Linked DNA regions of Rattus norvegicus: region 1 is linked to region 2. The links are chromatin contacts, called in public Hi-C maps. All regions are on one chromosome and are shown on one strand. The core of a region is the stretch at or near the end of the contact, and the rest is flanking DNA. Distances in the headings are between cores, read along the strand shown.

Region 1 (6,577 bases), core at 429-2,928, 330 kb after region 2:
TTAGTGTTGTCAACTGTAAGGTAGTCCACCAACGCAAGTTCCTGTCATTCCAGGTTCACTGCTGATGTCCGATCGGTGCTGAGCCGAAACCTTCACCAACATAGGCTCTGGTGACAGCTGCTCCCCCTCCACCTGAGTTGGGGTGGAGGGGAAAGGGAGGGAGAACTCTTCGGACGGCCGTCTGTAGCCCTGTCCAGTGTGAGGACTGCCTGGGCAGAGTCTGCTCCTCCCGCCCCTCTCTGCCCTGGGAGCCCTACACTCCGCTTACGGAGTCAGGATGGACACATGGGCCAGACTGTGAAGCAGCCTCACTCTTTGTGTTCACACTCCGTGGAAATGCCAGACTGGGACAGGCGAAGGCCTAGGGGAACCGAAACCGTCTGGTGAAGAGGCAGGACTGGCCAGAGTGACAGACATATCCCAGAGGCTCAAAAGAAGCCAATTCAACTTTGTTGTGATTTGATTTTTTAAAAACTCTTATACAAAACTGATCTAATTCTTCACTCCTGCTCCAAGGGCTGGGCTGTGGGTGGGGACTGGGATTTCGGGCCACTGGATCTTCCTCAGTCTTGTCCCTTCCTTACTTTTCCTCATTTTTTTTCTTTCCCCAACCCCCCAATACCTGTAATCAGCTCCTTTCTTCCTTCCTCTTTTAAACCATGCATTATAACTTTGAAACCAAAGCTGCCCTAGATCCTTCTCTGATGTTTTTGGAGGGAACTTTGTTACATTTGCTCTGCCTCTGAAGCAGAGGGGCAAGATGCTGTTTGGAGTGCGGAAGTGGGATTCAGCACAGGGATAAAGTAATTTATGCCGGTGTTTGGCTGGAAAAGCCCCACTGACTGGATAGAGTCCCTGATGCACAGTGGAAGAGCAACTTTAGGACATAGAAGGCTGAAGAGGAAAAAAATCTAGAACCCTCGAAGGGCAAACAGCTGGAGAAAGGCTGGGCTTGACTGGGAAGTTGACGTGGACAGGCTGAGAGGGCGCTGCCTACGAGCTGTTGGCACTCCGGCAATAACTTGGGGCGGAGCCCTCTTTCCTGGCACCTCCTCTCCAGAGCCGGGACTACATTTTGGCCCTCGCCACGTGATTCTCCGCCCTTTTCTGAGGTCACATGATTTTGTTTGCAACACTCCGGGATGTGTTCCTCCGCCCTGATATAGTCCCTATCTTTGGGATTTTTGCAGTTTCTATTGGTCCGCCTGAGTCTTGAGCCTTCGCTGTGTCTGCAAACCTCTTTCTTCTCCGTCTTATGGTATCCTTATTCACACCTTGGGTACTACTTTGTTTTGGTGTCAACGGCCACCTTCAGCGTAGCAACACGTTTCATGAATATCTAGACTTGTAATTGCCTTTCCCTAACGTAATTTCCGAAAATAACTGCAGAACTAAATCTCACGACTGCCACTTAGTACCACTCTCGTCCTCTGCTTTGTACTGTGGGGCTACCTGGGGAAGGATTTTTCAGTTGACTTGAAACGACAGCAACCTTATCTGCGATGTCATACGCGTAACTCACAAATTGATTCCAAAGCAGTTACGCTGAAGGCGTAAGAGGACGGAGCAGCGGGTTGCGCTAGCAAGCTGAGCTCGTGGTGTATGTCAGCAGGCGGGGCCGGTCCGGACGGTCGGGGGCGGGGTTGGTGAATAGGGAAGTGGCGCAAATTCGTGGATCGCTCCGCTGAGTCTGTTCGTCGAAGCCGCCTCCGCCGCCGTCCCCTGTCCCGGCCCCCCCCCTGGGTTCCCTCAGCCCAGCTCGGTCCAGCCCGGTTCTCGGGAGAATGAAGTTCGTGTACAAAGAGGAGCATCCGTTCGAGAAGCGCCGCTCTGAGGGCGAGAAAATCCGAAAGAAATACCCAGACCGGGTCCCGGTAAGGACTAGCCAGGGCCGACGCTAGCGTCGCTGACGCTGTCGCCACAAACTAGGCTTGAGTCTGGGAAAGCCGAGGTCAGACTCCAGTCTGCCTTGAGGTTAGAACTCTTGTCTCTGGTACCAAGGGCGAGAGGTCTGAAGAAGTAGAGCTGGGAGTGCGATGTGGACGGGAGAGAGTGAGACCTGGGAATTTCTCAGAATGGAGGCCTTAGTGAGCTTGACAACCAGAGTTTCCATGGCCATGCTCCCAAGTAGCTAGATTTAAGGTAGATTTTTTTTGACCTAAACAAGTTATCCTGTATTCACTGATGAAAATAGTTATTGTGATGAACCGTTCTGGGATCAATTCTCAATATTTAGGTAAGACAGTGAGGCCAGGATCTCTGGACCTAATGTTGATACACCACGCATGTAAGGATAAATATTATTAAGAAATGAGATTGCAATAGGCTTCAGTACAAGGAAATATTGTACCTTGAGTTCTTCATCGATATAGCTGTACGTTTTTTAAAATCTCATTCGTACCTTCCTTTCATCAGGTGATAGTGGAAAAAGCTCCCAAAGCTCGGATAGGGGACCTGGACAAAAAGAAATACTTGGTGCCTTCTGATCTTACAGGTGGGAGCTTGACCCATGGTGTATGTTTCTTTCTGTGGGTGGGCCTGCCATCTCTGTGGGAGGAGGCTTCACCTGGCAGCTGTTTTCTGGTGGCACCTACGATCTCTTTGACTTTCTTGTATCTCCTGTTTTTGGGCAGTTGGTCAATTCTACTTCTTGATCCGGAAGCGAATTCATCTCCGTGCTGAAGATGCCTTGTTTTTCTTTGTCAACAATGTCATTCCACCCACCAGTGCCACGATGGGTCAGCTGTACCAGGTATAGTACCATGGCCGTGTTTGGAGAGGAAAGAAAAGGTCAGCAGTTCCTGTTGGCTTACTAGCTTTAAAAGGTCAATAAAGTCCTGGGTTGGGATCTTAATAGCAGTGGGAGGAGAGAGGGTATGAGCTGGTGGAGTTGTTTTGACTGGGACTCTTACTACCTAAGGAAGTCTCTTTCCCTTATCCAAGAGTCCCAGATGTCAAAAAAATAGTTTGAGGAGTGGTGGTGTTGTTGGTTTTGTTGTTGTTGTTGTTGTTCTTTTTTCTTTCGGAGACAGGGTTTCTCTTTGTAATCTTGGCTGTCCTGGAACCCCCTCTTGTAGACCAGGCTGGCCTCTGAACTCCAGAGATCCACTTGGTTTTGCCTCCCTTGGGCTAGGCTTAACAAAAGGTGTGTGCCACCACTGCACTAAAACTTGACATGTAGACCAGGCTGACCTCAGGCTCAGAGATCTTCCTGCTTCTGCTTCTTGAGTGCTGGTATTAAAGGTGTTAGAAGTTCCAGTCCTGAATAACGACTGATAATGGTGCACACCTTTGATCCTCTAAGTCCAAGCACAGTTTTAATCCGATCCAGGCTGCTGGATTTCTTGGAGTTTGAGGCTATCCTAATGAGTCAGAGATACTTAGTGAGACCCTGTATCAAAAATAAGAAGTAAAAACAAAATAAAACAAATCAAAAACACCTTCCCCCCCAAATTAAAAAAACCCACAGAACCACTGCACGTTGGGTGTGATCATGCCACAGCTTCAGTCCCAGCGCTCCGGGAGCAGAGGGAGGTAGATCTCTGAATTCCAAGGTCAGTGTGCTCTACACAGGGAGTTCCAGGGCTACATAATGAGACCCTATCTCAAAAGCAAAACCTCTAAAAGATACCCCCACCCCCACCCCCACCCCACAGAGCAAGCAAACCCTTGAGAGGCTGAGGCAATAGTATCAAGTTGGAGGTCAATGGCTGCATAGTATAGTGAGTTTGAGGTCAGTCTTTTTCTTTTTTGTATTTTCCAGACAGGGTCTCTGTGTAATAGCCTGGTTGTCCTGGAGCTCACTCTGTAGACTAAGCTAGTCTCCAACTCACAGAGTTCCTCCTGCCTCTGCCTCCAAAGCGCTGGGATTGACGGTGTGTGCCACCACTGCCCAGCCAGGGTCACCATTTCCTAAAGGAGCAAGAGAATAAGGACAGTCTGCTTTTCTCTTATTCCTTTTGTACTAAGGAGCATGTCTGGTACCTACAAATGCTTATGGATGATCTGTACCTGTAGATCTATTTTGAGTCAGGTTCTTAAGTTGCCTTGGTGGCCTTGAGATTTCCGTCCTTCCTGCATCTGGAATTACCAGGCCATGCTTAAAATGATTCTTGAGGAATGTATTGGTGATAAATGGTTGGAGTAATGAGTTGCCTTAAACCTCCTTTTTGCTTTTACTTCAGGAACACCATGAAGAAGACTTCTTTCTATACATTGCCTACAGTGATGAAAGCGTCTACGGTCTGTGAAGTTGCTGTCCCGGAGGTGGGGGTTCCATTCTACAAAGAGAGGTGGCGCTCCTTCCTTGGCATCCAGTTCCTCCTTCAGGCTCAAACACCATCTCCTTTCTTCAGGACCTGCACTTAATGTTTGAGGCTGTCTCTCCAGTCCCTCTGAGCAGGAGGGGTAATGGTAGATGCAGCCGCTGTACATCTCTCTTTCCCCTTGTTTACCCTCCATTCCCACTCTGCTTTAGACTTCTGGATTGTCGATCTCTGTCACATCGGATGATTGTTTTGGTTTCTATTCCCTTTCTAACTGCCCACTGGGCTCAGAACCCCAATAAACCCTTCCTTTCACTACCTTCTTTTTGGGGGGTAGATGGAAGGGGTTGACATTGGGTGGGGGAGGTAGGAGGCACATCAATAAAGAGGAAACCACCGAGCTGAATTGAATTTGCCCTGTGTCATTCTACCTCCTGGCTTTTTGTTTCAAGTGTTGTGAACTTCAGTGGTGGGAAAGGAGGATTGAGGTATAGATCAGAGAACTAGGAAGGCATTGATGATGTTGGTCTTTCCTCCTTTTTTGATGAGTGGAATAATGTAAGCATTCTCTCATGAAACTTTAATTGTATTTATGTATTTGTGATGTAAACAAAGAGGTGGAGGTTGGTAGTGTGGGGTGGTATGGAGAAAGTTTGAAAGAACTATTTTTTGGTAAACATGTCCAAATGTTACTTCCCATTAAAGAAGATATGTTCCTGTTTGGGAGGTGGTAAAAGGACTGTCTTTAACTGGTTGTCACTGGCAGAGGTTGTGCCAGTGTATGGGATTCTGTAAAGTATAATTTGAGAGAGGGCAAATACTAGAAGGTGCCATTATCACTAGGAGAACTTCATCTCCCAACATCCATTTCTCCTGGCCGGAAGTGGGGCGGTTCCCTGTTGGTGGTAAAAAGGTACAAAGTGAGGCAGTATGGTGGCCGAGAGTTATAATCCCTTCTTCGTCCACTTTCTTGGTCCCGCCCAGCCTACACTTCCCGGGAGTCAGTGCGCACTCTTCCGCTCTCACCCCCCCTCAGCTTCGTATCTCCCCGCCACTCCCCTGGTGGTGGTGGTGGTGGTGGTGGGGAAGTTGCTTATTGCGCCTGCGCCAATCCGTGGCTTACTGGGAACTGAAGTTCCGGAGGATCTTGCATGCCCCTTTCCGCTGCCCCTGCACAGACTACAAATCCCTTGGTGCACTGCGCGACAGAGCCGGCAGGGAGGGGGAGAAGGGAGGGAGGAGAGAGGAGGAGGAGGGAGCAGGCGGCCGGCGGTGCGGGGGGAGGGGGCCCGGTCCGGGAGTGCGGGAGGCAGTGGTAGAGGGAGGAGGCGGTAGCGGACTGGAGTCTCAACCGCGCCAAGGCGGACACTTCGGTGGAGCGAGGCAGTAGAAACACGGAGCACCCAAGGCAGCACCGGGAATCCCGGCTTAGAGGAGGGGGTCGCCGGACCGAGTGAAGGGGAGGGGGCGATGCTGGAAGCCATGGCGGAGCCCAGTCCCGAAGGTAAGCTCTCCATAGGCACAGAGGACAGGGAGCGGGTGAGGATTCAATGGGCAAAGTTGGAGGTCGAGCCCCGGCACCCAGCAGAGGAGTGCGGGAAAAGGGGTCGGGGCCCTGGCTCTTGAGGTGGAAGGGCGATGAGTTGCGATACCTTGGAGAAAGAGGAGTGGGAGACTGGGTCGGGATAGTTAGACATCAGGCACGGTGTGGATAGTGGTGGTGGGGTGTCTAGGGATAGGCGCTGGAGACCTAGCTTCGGGGACTAAGGGCTGAAAGGCCTCGCTCGGACTGGTTGGCGCTCCGAGACAGAGAGGCTGAGGGAATCTGGTTGCCGGAGAGTAGTTGAGGGAGCACGAAGAGGATTGAGTGAGGGGCCCGGTAGTTGGCCGAGGTGGGGGAGTTTGTGACGGTGTCGCTTGAGCACCTAGTAGTTGCCGCCAGAGATAGCTTGGTGATTGTTGGAGGGGTGGGCAGGTAGTTGTGGAGTGAAGAGAGGGTCTGGGTATTGTCTCCGGTAGAGAGCTCGATACTGAGGGGTAGTTGTGGGGCCAGATAACTGGGAAGCGAGGCTAGCCCGGTACTTGTAGGGGCGGCCGGGCGAGGGGGGGGGGTTAAGACCGGCAACTTGCGCGGGTGGGGGGGTTGGTCGGCTAGGGCAAGAGCTTGCGAGTTGTGGAGTGTATTGGGGGGCAGCGGCGGCGACAGGGGGCCTTCTGTGGAGTGGCTGGATGGTGACCGGGGGCTAGAGTTTAGGGGTCCGTAGCCTAAGGGACTCGCTGAGTACGGGGGCAGGAGGGGGGCGGCCGGAGAA
Region 2 (6,708 bases), core at 3,063-5,562:
TTTATTCAAAGAGAGAGAGAGAGAGAAAAAAAAAACAAAACAAAAAAACAAAAACAAGATGTCCATCCCTTGGCTCCCTTCCCTCCCCCCTCCAGCTGTTCCTCAGCCCTGCCCCCAGGACTGAACCCTGGGCTAGGGCCAGGTAGCAGGACAGCCCCTCAAATGAGGTCAGCAACGTTGAGGGGCATCTCTTCAATGGAGGTGTTGTAGAAAGTCTCAATGTCTCGAAGAGTCCTCTTGTCTTCTTCTGTCACCATGTTAATAGCCACACCTTTCCGGCCAAACCGACCACCTCGACCAATTCTGGGGGGGGGGGGGGGAGGTTAGTTTAAAAAGGCGTTAGGTTGGGGAAAGGAACGTGTTTTTTTTTTTTTAAGCACAGGGAGTGTTTGATCTGTCAGACCAGGTAAATACCTGTGGATGTAGTTTTCCCTGTTGGTGGGAAGGTCATAATTGATGACTAGGGAGACCTGCTGCACATCAATGCCTCTGGCCTAGGTCAAGAAAGAATAAAGCCATCAGAGGACACTATCAACCCTAATTTAGTAAGCATATATGTAGGCTGCCAAAGGAGGGCAAAGGAAACAAGTATTCCTTGTTCCCCAGAGACCTTGGACATGCCTGGCTTTCTTCCAAGTTGCTACGTTCCTAAAAAGGGCACATAGTCAGCCCTTTGGAGAGGGAATCACCTTGGGCTATTTTCTCCCTTTCTTTCCTTAAAAGAGCATCTACTCACCAACAGGTCAGTGGTAATTAATACTCTGCTAGAGCCAGACCGGAACTCCCTCATGATCACGTCTCGTTCCTTTTGGTCCATATCTCCATGCTGGAAAACAAGGTTAGGAGCAGCTAGCATAAGGCTCCTAACACACAAAGACACATCTATCATTAACAAGACTGAGAAAACTCACCATGGCAGAAACTGTGAAATCCCGGGCATGCATCTTCTCAGTGAGCCAGTCCACCTTCCTTCTGGTATTAATAAAGATTACTGCCTGGGTGATGGTCAGTGTTTCATACAAGTCACACAATGTGTCGAGCTTCCACTCCTGGAGATCAGGAAACATCAATCAGGAGCTATACCCAACACTTATTACCAGGCCCGCCTCCTGCACTGGGCCCCACCTCTCGTTCCACATTGATGTAGAATTGGCGGATACCCTCCAGGGTCAACTCTTCCTTCTTGACAAGAATCCGAATAGGGTCTCTCATGAACTTCTTAGTCACCTCAAGGACATCAGAAGGCATTGTGGCAGACAGCAAAACTACCTAGTGGGAAAAATGCCCCAGCCATGATTGAGTGCACTGTACAATCAAATCACAACCGAGCCACCGTCCCTCCAACACCATCTGTTTTACCTGTGTGTTGCTGTTGAGCTTTTGGAATATATCATAGATCTGATCCTTGAACCCACGGCTTAGCATTTCATCTGCTTCATCCAGGACGAACATCTTGATGTATTTGGGTGCTAGATGGCAGGAAAAAAAAAACCCCAACATATAGTAATCAGACAAATGTGAAATATATTGAGGTCTCTTGATAAGGCAGGCAGAAGGCAGACAGTCTGCTCTCAGAATGCAAGGACTGATCCTTTGCCCTCGGCTTCCCTGATAGGTCATGCAAAAGCCCTGGTAAGTAGAACACTACCTGGGCTAAGGTTAACAGGGAAGCCAGGCTCAGATGACACGCATGGGGTTCATCACAGAGCAACTCAATTCCAACTAAAGGAAAACTCATCCAAGGAAATGAAATGTAGAAAAGAGCCCAACAACTGTTCCATGGCACTCACACAGGTATCTCCGGTTAAGCATATCGAACACCCGGCCAGGGGTGCCCACGATGATATGGGGAGCTTCCATTTGCAGCTTCTGCACCTCAGCACGCACGTTGGTGCCCCCAATACAGGCATGACAAGAGGCACCCATGTAGTCTCCCAGTGCCATAACCACCTTTTGAATCTAAATGTAGAAAGGCATCTACATTAACTTGGGCAGTACCAGTGAGTTAAGTCTTTCTTATTACAGACAGGAATTATCCCACTCTTAGCAACTGAGAAACAGGAATCCACTTAATCCTCTTCCAACACCACCAATACCGCCACCAAATGGCAATGCTGGATCCGTCCACACAGGTTCACAGTAAGTTTCCCACTCTACATGCAGCCTCATAAAAACCAGGCCAGCTCTACAAACAACTCACACTACATCCTACTACTCCATTCCAAAGGCTGAGATTATGAACACAGCCCTATCTATACCCACAAGGTGATTATTCCATCCCTGCTACAGAACCAAGACTTAGTGATCCATGCTGAGCTCATAAGCAAACCCCCAAAATAAGTAGATCTACAGGGTTCTAAGGTGTCAATCCTCTTATCACGTCTTGCTTACATTGCTACCCAGATGCTTGCTTCAGTGATCACTAGGCTTGAAATAGTAGTTAACAGACTAGCACCAGGATTTCATGTGCCCTAGGCATGAAACAGCTTTGGCCACCAAGCCAGGCATCAAGCTAGGATGAACAAAGGCCTACATCTGCTCTGCCCCTGACTGATATAGGAACAACACCACCAACATGGTGTCTCCTTGCCCATGTCCAGGGGGTGGTATGTTTGTTGTAAACACAGTTTAACCTGCCCAGCCAGCTAGATTCTAACAATACTCTTCCCTTCCTTATTTGACTCAGAAAATGGATTTAAAGTGCTTTTTTTTCCTGGTAGAAAAGTTGTTAGTAATTAGGCAAACCAATCTCAATAGATCTAGAAGCTGTCAACAAATCCCAGTGGCATACAAGAGCGTACCTGACCTGATCTTCTAATTGTCTCTTTAAGACAAGCTTTCTCTAAGTGTTGGCTGTCCTGGAACTAGTTTTGTAGACCAGACTGGCCTTAAAATTGAAGTGCTCCACATGCCTGGGTCACCAGTATCATCACCACTGGCAGACTCTTCTTGAACTCTTAAAGCAGTCATATAGAATTGGAAACACCAATCTTACCTGCTGAGCCAATTCACGAGTGGGTGCCAGAACCAAAGCCTGAGTGGCCTTTAGATCTAATTCAATCTGCTGCAGAATGGATATGGCAAATGTAGCTGTTTTCCCAGTCCCAGACTGGGCTTGAGCAATCACATCATAACCTACAACCAGATCAAGAGTTAGATGTGTAAAAAGTCTGCACCTTAGGCTCAGAGGACACCTGTGAGACTTCCTGACATCAGTAATGGAACAAGGCTGGTGCCATCTACCAGAACATTATGAACTCAAACACAGCTGGCTAGGTTAGACATAAAGCAATAATAAAGGCCTCGAATTGGAAATGGCAACCCCCTCTAAGGCATGACAAAATAAAACCCCAGAACCAAGAAGCTAGGAAAGGTAATTTGTTGTCCCCCCAACCCCCATTGCTATGCCCACCACCAACCCCATACACACTATGCAGATCAGGACAGTCCATATCTAGCCTGATAATGAGTCTTACCCTTGATACAAGGAAGAATAGCTCGCTGCTGGATGGCAGAGGGCTTCTCAAAACCATAGGCATAAATACCACGGAGGAGGGATTCTGAGAGATTCATGTCATCGAAGCTATCCACAATCTCATTCCAGTTACTCTGCAGGATACCAAAAATGAATAAATTTAGTTTATACCAAAGCTGCAGTCGCCCCACCCTACTGCTCTGTTCCACCGTCCTAAATATCTAAGGTCTATGTCACCATAAGGAAATGCCTGTTCGGACATAATAAAGTGGCGACCACAGATTCTAGTCTTACCTCGATGACGCCTTCCGGCTCCATCCCATCGGGGCCATTGTCTCTGGATCTGTTGATTCAAAGCACTAGTTTTTTTTTCATGCTTTGATTAGAGCATGCAAGCAACTAGCCCATTCCCGATCCAACACTCCCACTTATTCCCAAAGGACCATCCAGAGGCACTTTAGGGTGACCCTCCTTTAAGATCAAGGGGCTGTAGAGGAGTTCATTCACACACACACGGCGCCGAGATGCGGTCTTTGCTGCCAGGCCCACATGTTCTGGGTCTGGCGGATCAAAGCGTGTGCACCTCCATCCGGAACACCAAGGCCACCGGAAGTCCCGCCTTCCACCTCCAAGTTCCGTGGGTGGGCCGTCCCCTTCCCCCCCACGTCATGCCGCCCGCGCCCTCCCCCACTCCCTCCGGCCGGCCCCCCTCCACAGTACCCGGATGTGGGAGGCCGCGGGCGGTGGCGGCCTCGCGCACAATGAGCCCCAGCCGCGCTAGCAAAGGGGGAGATTGCACAACAGACAAGCGAAGCAGACTGGGGGAGGGGAATCTCTCAAGCGGCCATGTGCTCTTTCGCTCCGCCACTCGGTGGCGTCTCCCCCGCCATGGAACAATCCGCAGCCCGCCCGCCCCCGTCGAGAAATGGCGTCGCCCTCCCATACCTCAGGCCGCTCACCCCCGAAGGAAAGTGGACCTGCCCATCCGCAGTTTGCCAATTGCCCGGCTTGTGCGGCAAAATGGACCCGCCCGCCCGGCGCCGGGTGGGCTCCTGGTGCCTCACGCGGCCGCTCCTTCGGGTTAGGCTCTGTCCTGGCCGTCAAGAAAACCAGCACCCCGAACGGCCGGTTTCTTCTTCCCCGACCCACATTCCAAGCGCGACGAAGGGACTCGCTGAAGACCCAGGCACCCCTGCTTGTCGCGAGTGGTACCGCCAGAATTCTCCGGAACCCTCGCGCGCACGCCCTGCCCAACATAGGGAGGCAACCAGACCAGCCGGCTCCGGGCCGCACAGCCGCCTCTTCTTTTTCCCACGTTATGTCGCGACCTCATCTTGCCTTTCAGTACCCAAGCTTCGCGTACGGCATCCCCACAGGCCGAGGCCTCGTGACGAACCTCGCGCCCTCCGCCCTATCCAGGCCGTCCTTTCCCGTATCCACACTGGTGTCAGCGTCGGCCATGGGATTTCCCCCCCCTCCCCGGACGGTTCCTCCCGGTTCGATTCTCCCGCAACCTGGTAGGTTTGGTGCGATGGGTCTCTCAACTTTTCCCCGGCGGGACCTTCGGAAGGGAGCTGCGGGGTAAGTAGCCATTAACCTCTTGCAAATGCCTTTCTTACCGAGAATCCTGACTCGCAGACATGATCCTTAGAATCTAGGGCGGAGTGCCCGCCTATCGACAACTTATAGAGCGTCCGACCCCGCCCCAGCCATCGCATTGGCTTGGCCGCCTCTGCCCCGCCTGCCGGCGCTCTGCAACTCGACGTGACGTTACTTTGTAGGCGCTTTAGCTCGGACGCCCTATTGGGTAGTTTGAAAGCCTATCATGGCTGAGCCCCGCCCTGCAGCCTCATTGGCTGAAGGGCCCGCCTTTCTTGCTGGTGCGGAAGTGACATACTTAAGTCGGGCCTCGCGGCGGGGCAGCCATCTTGGAACCCAGCACCTTTACACGTGCGGAGGCGATCGTGCCTTAGTCATGTGGCTCAGCAGGTCCTATCAAGCCACGGGGGTGAGGCCTTAGCCTCCAGGGACTTCCGGGCAGTCTGGACTGCCACTTTCCTTTACCCAGGTTTCTACAGGATACAAGTTTTATTTATTCTTCGGTTCAGGAAAGAATGGTGTATTTGGTTCAGCAGAATGACAGAACAGTAGCGATATTTCATTGGATAGTAAGTTTCCCCGACTGGAGAAAAAGGATGGAATCCATTTTTGGGCAAAAGGGCATTAGGGCGGGAGCAGGGCAGATAATCTGTCAGGGATCTTGACCCACTCAACATCACTGGCTCATTTAGTGTCTGTTCCCAGTTTCTCCTAGGCTCCTTTATTCATGAGTTGTAATTCACATCCTTACTGCCATCTGCTCCCCTGGGATTGGCATATATAAAAAGCTGGTTTCTAAGATGAAGACCTGAAAAGGGGATAGCTAATAGCATTAGCTTGAAGGCCTGAGATAAAGCACATCCACTATTTTAAGGCCCCTCAAGGAAGACCACCACTTGCATATCTTCAAAGGATCCTTTATTGACCAGAGCAGGACCGTGGCATTTTTATATATATTTATATATATAAAAAAAAGTTTGAAGATCTGGCAGGCAGTAATCCCTTTGTGCCCACCACCCCCACACTGCTTTCCTGCCCTCAGAACATGGAAGGAGGAGTGAATGCTTCACCTAGGCCACAAGGCAACATTCCCCTAGAAAGGGAGAAGGGGACATTTATGTGGCCATTCCCTTCCCATCAGAAATCAACATACTCGCAAAGAAAACAAAATACAGAAATCAAACATTTAAATATGAAAATCCAAAGGGAATTGGGTGGAGAAACAAAAAGGAACTGGAGTTTCTTAGGAAGGGTCTCCCTTGTTCCCCTGCCCATTAATGAGCTAAGGGTCTGGGGTATGTGGCTCACACAGTGAGTTTGCAGTGACACAGTTCCTTGTAGATCTGACGACGGAGTTTGGGCATATCCTGCTGGGTGAAGCTGAATGGCTGAGACAGGGCCAGGTGCTTGCAGTACTGGGTGTTAACAAAGCAGGCCATGAGAACGATTTACTGAGCATCCCTCCCAAGTCAGGACCTGTGCTACACATTTCACACAAAATATATCTTAATTTTTCAGAAAATACCTGTTTCTCATACAGACTGGCATTAGAGTCTAAGCCTACATAATGTATCTAGTGTTTAAATAGGAGAATGTACATTTAGTTGGGAGAAGTATATTGGGACGCCTCGATA

Evidence for each region. Hi-C and Micro-C count contacts between places; a contact is called where the count stands out from the background.
Region 1: a contact with region 2 is called in a Hi-C map of kidney, with 2.9 times the contacts expected there. The contact joins the promoter of Gabarap here to the promoter of Eif4a1l in region 2. A contact is called at or near these places in 4 of 12 Hi-C or Micro-C datasets (frontal cortex, kidney, mammary epithelial cells and 1 more) and 1 of 1 datasets of contacts at active chromatin or transcription factors (oligodendrocytes).

Annotation. Positions count from the first base shown.
Region 1 is chr10:55,211,787-55,218,363 of GRCr8, forward strand. It overlaps Gabarap (GABA type A receptor-associated protein), which reads left to right and starts at 1,679. Exons shown (of 4, transcript NM_172036.4): 1 at 1,679-1,874; 2 at 2,416-2,494; 3 at 2,634-2,752; 4 at 4,185-5,001. The coding sequence starts at 1,785. The coding sequence ends at 4,250. Ctdnep1 (CTD nuclear envelope phosphatase 1) reads left to right here. Exons shown (of 8, transcript NM_001100494.1): 8 at 54-683. The coding sequence ends at 114. It overlaps Phf23 (PHD finger protein 23), which reads left to right and starts at 5,565. Exons shown (of 5, transcript NM_001399559.1): 1 at 5,565-5,769. The coding sequence starts at 5,736.
Region 2 is chr10:54,883,470-54,890,177 of GRCr8, forward strand. Eif4a1l (eukaryotic translation initiation factor 4A1 like) reads left to right here and starts at 4,313. Exons shown (of 2, transcript XM_039087310.2): 1 at 4,313-5,056. The coding sequence starts at 4,401. Eif4a1 (eukaryotic translation initiation factor 4A1) reads right to left here and starts at 5,133. Exons shown (of 11, transcript NM_199372.3): 1 at 5,095-5,133; 2 at 3,770-3,818; 3 at 3,477-3,609; 4 at 2,996-3,135; 5 at 1,791-1,959; 6 at 1,360-1,469; 7 at 1,126-1,269; 8 at 912-1,049; 9 at 737-826; 10 at 415-494; 11 at 1-303. The coding sequence starts at 5,117. The coding sequence ends at 159. It overlaps Senp3 (SUMO specific peptidase 3), which reads right to left. Exons shown (of 11, transcript NM_001013116.2): 11 at 5,976-6,489. The coding sequence ends at 6,379. It overlaps Snord10 (small nucleolar RNA, C/D box 10), which reads right to left and starts at 1,709; the gene lies at 1,568-1,709. It also overlaps LOC120095401 and LOC120095433.